Linked DNA regions of Mus musculus: region 2 is linked to region 1. A link is a contact called in public promoter capture Hi-C data. All regions are on one chromosome and are shown on one strand. Each heading gives the region's core, a stretch centred on a gene start, on an enhancer-like site or on the middle of the called end of the contact. The rest is flanking DNA. Distances are from core to core; before and after follow the strand shown. Region 1 has its middle 20 kb from the start of Parp9. Region 2 holds the start of Eaf2 (ELL associated factor 2).

What was found. Promoter capture Hi-C pulls out the DNA fragments that hold promoters and counts their contacts.
Region 2: a contact with region 1 is called in a promoter capture Hi-C map of the HPC-7 cell line, with 3 times the contacts expected there. The contact joins the promoter of Eaf2 here to the enhancer-like site in region 1. A contact is called at or near these places in 5 of 39 promoter capture datasets (the C10 cell line, the HPC-7 cell line, cranial neural crest and 2 more), 1 of 484 Hi-C or Micro-C datasets (the Ba/F3 cell line) and 1 of 115 datasets of contacts at active chromatin or transcription factors (the 230-238 cell line).

Annotation. Positions count from the first base shown.
Region 1 is chr16:35,917,273-35,920,589 of GRCm38.p6, reverse strand. It overlaps the pseudogene Gm10237. Among named protein-coding and RNA genes, the nearest start is that of Parp9, 20 kb to the left of the region's middle. Within about 2 kb of position 1,694, at least 126 of the 459 cell types and tissues checked have an H3K27ac peak or open chromatin away from gene starts, as enhancers often do. A contact at or near this core is called in the 230-238 cell line, the Ba/F3 cell line, the HPC-7 cell line and 1 more, where this site is marked.
Region 2 is chr16:36,826,769-36,830,085 of GRCm38.p6, reverse strand. Eaf2 (ELL associated factor 2) reads left to right here and starts at 1,827. Exons shown (of 6, transcript NM_001113401.1): 1 at 1,827-2,035. The coding sequence starts at 1,930. It overlaps Iqcb1 (IQ calmodulin-binding motif containing 1), which reads right to left and starts at 1,686. Exons shown (of 15, transcript NM_177128.4): 1 at 1,594-1,686; 2 at 1,013-1,082.

The sequences.
Region 1 (3,317 bases), core at 445-2,944:
GAACTCCGTTTCATCTCGAGCATAAACACCTTCAATTTTAAGAAGAGCCGAGTGCTCTCTTTGGTTCCGGAGACCTTGCTTATAGCCAGCAAAAATGGCCTTGTACCACAGCCTTCCAGACAGACTTGCTGTTAGAAGTCCTGTTCCCAGCAGGCCTCCACAGGCGCCAAAATGGCAGAAAGAGCCTAAATCCACTTTTAGTTGACTTTTAAAATCACTAATTTGGGGCCTAGAGAGATGGCTCAGCAGTTAAGAGCCCTGACTGCTCTTCCAGAGGTCCCGAGTTCAATTCTCAGCAACCACATGGTGGCTCACAACCATCTGTAATGGGATCCGATGCCCTCTTCTGGTGTGTCTGAAGACAACGACAGTGTACTCACATACATGAAATAAATAAATAAATCTTTAAACCAAAATAAAACAAAAAACATTAATTTGCCAGACCTGGTGGCACACACCTTTGGTTCCAGGATTCAGGAGGCAGAGACAGGTGGATCTCTAAGTTCCAGGCCAGCCTAGTCTACAAAAGGAGTTTCAGGACAGTCAGGGCTATACAGAGAAACCCTGTCTTGAAAAAAACAAATAAGCAAGCAAGCAAACAAACAAATAAATGAATATTACTAATTTGAAGGGCTGAATAAATGGCCCAACAGAACTCTAGTTCCTGAAGGTCCAATGCCCTTTTCTGGCTTTTGTTGGCTTCGGCATACATCTGGTACACACATACACACACACACACACACACACACACACACACACACACACACACACACACACTATATATATATATATATATATATATATATATATATATATATATATATATTTGTATATTTGTATATATACATATATGTACATCTAAATGTGTATATATATGTATGAGAATATATATATATTCTCATCCTGACTCACACATACACATCAATAAAAACTAAATGTACTTTTTTTCTCTCAAATCATTAATTTGGGGGGATCACATGGCTGGAGGGTTTACCATCAGTCTCCTCTAGCTTTGCTGTAGATGGAGCCTTAGACTGAAGCACATCTAATGGGTTAAAACTGTTCTAGACAGCATATGGTGGCACAAGCTTGAGATTCCAGGCAGGAGATTTTTAGCTTCATAGCAAGCTTGACATTAGCCTGAGATATACAGCAAGACCCACCCTCCAACGCTGGGAAAATCTATTGTGTGAATCGCTGTAAATACTCTCAGATCCAGTTGCCTTGGGCCTGCCTCCGGGGTTTTATTGGTTTTCAGTCTTCCTGTTCGTTTAATCTTAATGACTAACTGTAGACCTGACTGTTTCTGGGAATAGAAACTAAAAGTACACTCATCAGACTTTCCCACTTGTAACCTTTCTTTAGCTTCATGGAACTGGGAATACCTTGAGATCTGTAGGAACCAGGATTAGCATAGGGAAGCATGACACCAGCTTCTGGCAGCTGCACGGGTGACCTCCATCTGACTTGCCTCCTCACCTCCCCTGCTCCCCACAAAAATCCCTATAAAAGCCCTGGGCCACAACCTCTAAGGAAGATGGCTTTTTAACAGACAAAACCCCCCACTCTTAGACCTCTGCCAACTTGTTGTAAGTAAAGCTTTCTATCGCTCTATTTCCAGGATTCTTCACACTGGAAAGAGGAGAACAAAACTTTCCTGTTTACATCTTGGCAGAACAGAAAGTGAAAGCCACCCAAGGCTTGAATGGCCAAGGGTGCATCAGCATCAGCCTGGGGTGTGCTAGAGAGCAAGCAGCCAGAACTAGCAGTTAAAGAAAGGCTTTTATTAGGGGCAAGAACACACCCATACAGCAGGCACACAGAAAACCCACCTATCCCTGAAGGCTGGGAGTTTTTAGTCTTTCAAGGGTCACTCTCACAACTGTTGTGTAACTGTGTCTTGACCTCACTATGAGCTTGAGGGGTCGGGACCTATTGGCAGGAGAAGACGTCTACAAAGACCTGTGTTTTAAGTTTTTGCCTCAGATCTAGAAGGAATGGAGGAAGCGAGTGCTCTTGGAAGTTCACCATCTTTATTAGTGATGGCCCCTCTCCCTGTCTATCTGCCTCTCAAGGAATCTGTTTAATTCCTAGTCCCTGAAGATAACAGCTTGGTGGATGTGGTTCCCATCACAGAACTAGGGGATTCCCATCACATCTTTGAGGGTTCAGGTGAGGTAGTTATATATTTTCCTTGGTCTGGTGTGTCTGACACAGTCTTTGGCCTGATTTCCCTATATGTTTACAATATGGCCAAATGCCAATCATAATTTACCCCAATAAACTTATAGGGTAGCATACTTCCTACTCTCAGAGATAAATTATCAGTCTATTGTGCATGGATGGTGTGGGGCAAATGGGGCAGTGCACGCATCTACCCAATGGCACGGCCATCCTCCATCTTTGAAAAGGAGTCAAAGGCCGCTTGTAAATGGAGTCTCTCGGAGCAAAGCTCAGTTTGAAAACCTACTCTTTTACACAATAGTGTGTAACTTAGACCAAGACATGATCCCAGAATCACACATACACATGCACACGCACTCACACACCACACAAATATGTTTGGACTTTTTTTCTTCACTTGTAAAAACTAAAGTATATTTGCTAGAGGAGGTGTAAACCTTTGAATACAAAGGGACCCCATAGTCTTCTATGCTTGGTCTCCAGGTGGTGGAACTGTTTGGGAGTGAATAGGAGGTGTGGTCTTGTGGAAGGAGGTGTGTTTCTGGGGATGGGCTTGGAGGTTTCAAAAGCTCATGCCATTTCTAGCTAGCTTGCATGTTCTCTGTGTCTGTCCATCTGTCTGTCTGTCTCTCTGCCTTACACTTGTTATTTCAGTGTGTAAGCTCTCGACTACTTCTCTAGGGCTATGCCTGGTGTCAAGCTCTCTGCCATGACAGTCATGAATTCACCCTCTGAAACTGTAAGCAAGCCCTCAATTAAACGCTTTCTTTTATAAGTTGCCTTGGTCAGGGTTCCTCGTCACAGCAGTATAACAATAACTAATACAGGTTTGGTGGCATTGTGTGTGCTTAGCATGCACAAGGCTCAGGGTTCAACCCCCAGAATGCAAAATAAGTAAATTAGTTAAATTAAATTAACATACAACTTACTAATACATTATAGAAAAAATTTAAAATGTTTTGAGTATGTGGGGCAGGGTTTCATATGAAGGCAGATACCTGTGGAGACCAGAGGCTTGGACCCCTAGGTCTGGAATTAAAGATGTTGTAAGCATATGGATGTAGGTGCTAAACTCTGCAAGAGCAAGTCCACATTGAGTCATCTCTCCAGCCCCCTGGCCCACACTCTTTTTC
Region 2 (3,317 bases), core at 578-3,077, 910 kb before region 1:
TGGATCTCTGTGAGTTCAAGACGGACCTCTATATAGTGAGTTTCAAGACAACCAGAACTATAGTGAGACCCTCTTCTTGAGTAAAATATAAATCATTAATAGACAAATCCACTGAAACTATTTTAAAGAAAGCCCAATAACATTCCTAGCATGTAGAAGATGTAAAACTTTCCAAGAGAATGCATGTTGTCTTACTCTTTCCGGTGTCTACATTATCCTGTTCTTTGTAAGAATTCATCAAAATATGCTTAAACATTCCCTTCACTGGTGGCCATTCTGATTGCAAATTACTTTATACAATATGGTAATAAAATCAATGTGAAAGTATACATCCACTCACTTGTGCCACTGAACAAATCCCTCTTGACATTAGATGGCCACAAAATCAACCACCTGGGTTTCTCTAAACCAGTGTTTTCATCTATGAACATAATAGCCATCCCTTGTCCCTAGACTTCAAAATTTATAAGGCATTCAGCAATGATTAAGTCTAAAAATATGAAAGTATTGCTGAACCCAAAATAATTATTTAGAGAGCATGTATTAACTCATTTAACCACCTCAACAATTCTAAGGAATGGCATTATTTTTTACATAGCTATTATTATTTCCCCAATTCTAATGATAAACACATTTGTTTGATTTGCTTGCACAAAAATCACATTGAGAGTATGAAGCTGACGTACAAGCCCAGAGATTCTGGCTTCAGAACCTTCGTGCATAAATACATTGAACAATCTCTCCTTGTATCTTTAAAGGGTAGAAGGCAAAAAATAATCCCTCATCCATCTGAAAAAAATAAATTGACAAACCTATTTAAGGTAGAAGTGCTGAAAGCATAGTCTGATGCCACAATTAACCTGAAGAATCACCTGAGGGGGCTCACTGTAGACTTTCTCTGAATAATCCTCCAATACAAAGCACGCTTTCTCCTACTTCATAACACTTCTGTGAGGTGGGGTGTGTGTGTGTGTGTGTGTGAAGGCAATTATCAATCAATTGACGCTCTTACCCTACTGCTAGACTGATCTCTGAGAAATCAAGAGTCCCAAGGCCGCGCTCTTCAGTGCTTCCAGGAATCACTACAGAAACAAATGCCAGAAACAAACGTACAGCAGTCAGTTACCCCTAACCCTAGGCTTCTCCGTCGCCTCCGGAAACGCCCCCTCCTCAGGTCCTAACCCCGGCGGGAAAAGCCTGTGTTTTTAAAGGGCTAATTAAAAAATAATAAATAAATAAATAAATAAATAAGAAAGAAAGAAAGAAGAAAAAATAAATAAATGAACGGCCCTTAAAGGTAACTGCGCGGCTTCCAGAGGTTTCCAGTCTGGTCACATCACCTGAGGGGGCGCGGCTGGGGTTCCAGACCCGCCTCAGAGCAGCTAGGCCTCAGGAGGCCCCAGGCCTGGGCCCGGCCGCCACCTCTCGTCAGGCGTCCGTTTCCACACCAAACCTGCGGGCCCGGCGCGGAGGAGGCCCACGCTCCCGTTACCAGGCCCCGCCAGGCAGTTCTGCCCTGGGTGTCTGGCGTCCTAGCTTCCCCGCCCCCCTAGGGCCTTTCCTCCATCCCAGCCGCCATCTCGGGTCTGTTACCTCATCTCTTTCCCCGCGTCCGTCCACCTCAGGGCCCGACCCGCACAGCGTACCTCAGCGAGGCGGTCTCCGCCGAGCTGTGTGCGTCGCGACGCGGGAAGGGGGCTAGGGGCGGGGATGGTGGCCAGGGGCGGGGCGGGGCCCTGGGGCGAGGGGCGGGGCAGGTGTCTCCAGACAGCCAATCAAGACTCGGGGCGCTCCAAGGGGCGGCCGCACGCGTCTGGAGGTGAAAGGAGCTGGTCCCGGGCACCGAACTCAAGCTCGCAGCCAGTGCAGCTGTTCCAGAGGCTGTGGCAGGGGACGGCGAAGGCCAAAAGCGGGAGGCAGGGGACGAGGATGAGTGGACCAGCGGGACTTGCATACCTGGACCGTCGCGAGCGGGTTCTCAAGCTAGGCGAAAGTTTCGAGAAGCAGCCGCGCTGTGCCTTCCACACCGTGCGCTGTGAGTGCAGACTGTACCCCGGGTTCCTTCTGGGATGGGAGGGTGGTATGGAGACAGACTCCTCCGGATTCTGTAATTCTGTCCCCGCCGCTCTTTGCTCCCCGGGAGACCAGATGGCACAGTGATCCACTACCCAGTTGCCAGCCTCTGTGCAGGCACCTGGCGTCCCACAGTGTAGGAGAACCCTGGAAGGGTTTAAGTGAGACTGACAGACCTGAGAGGAAGTTTTGTGGGACGATCTGCACGGGTGGCTGTGGAGACTAGCGTGACAAGTGGATGGTGCAGAGTTTGAAAAGGTGACAGACAGATGGAACAAAGGACCGAATGCAGGGCAAAAGTGATGTGGAGAGGCCACAAGGACATTTCTTCCCCATTCTGGCTGATGAGGGTTCCCATTTAGTTTGTTCTTGGGAAGAGATTGTCAGCTGTCTCAATCGTTTGTATCTCTTTCCATCTCAGATTTCATGGTCAACTAAGTAATTACTGATTATCAAAAATTGAAAGATTTTTTTATCTAGTTTCTTTACTTTAAAAATCTACCTCCTAATGATTTCTACCCTTTGGTGTTTTGTTCTCTGGGATCTATTTTAATAGGTTATCTCTAATATTGTTGAAAAAGAGGTTATAATGAGCCTTTTCGTTTTAGTAATTAAATGAGATGCCAGCACGAAAAATATAACTTAATTTTGTATGTAAAACTTCTTTTTTGCATAATAGGCCACAGAATTCTAGCGCATAAGGGAAAGGTCACTGAGTTGTGACCTCTGTGTGTGTGTGTGTGTGTGTGTGTGTGAAATTGTAGATTTTTTTTCACATCTCTTTTGCAGCCCAGCTCTTCTTTACTGTCTGCTTGTCCTACATTCTCCACCATTCTGTCCTTTTCCTTACAAGGTTTATATTCTGAAAAACACTCATTTAAAACTCAGTCTTCAAAGTTTAAGTTGTAGACAATTCATCTATAATAACTCAGAGTAAATGTAGGAAGAACCAATGGGTTTAACCTTCCATTGATTATATTTAAGCTTTATAAAAAGGCTGCATTAAGCAAAAATATCATGTTTTGGTGGAATAAATGGGAGAAGTTTACCAACAGAACTTCAGTAGTGCTCCTTGTTTATTTTGCTCTGGGTTACCATCCAGAGTTCCCCACAATGAATCAGTGAGTGTTGTGCAGCCATAGTCTCTCTCCCTCTCTCCCTCCCTCTCTCTCTCCCTCTCTCTCTCTCTCCCTCTCTCCTTCTCTCCCTCCCTCCCTCCCTCCCTCCCTCCCTCCCCTCCCTCC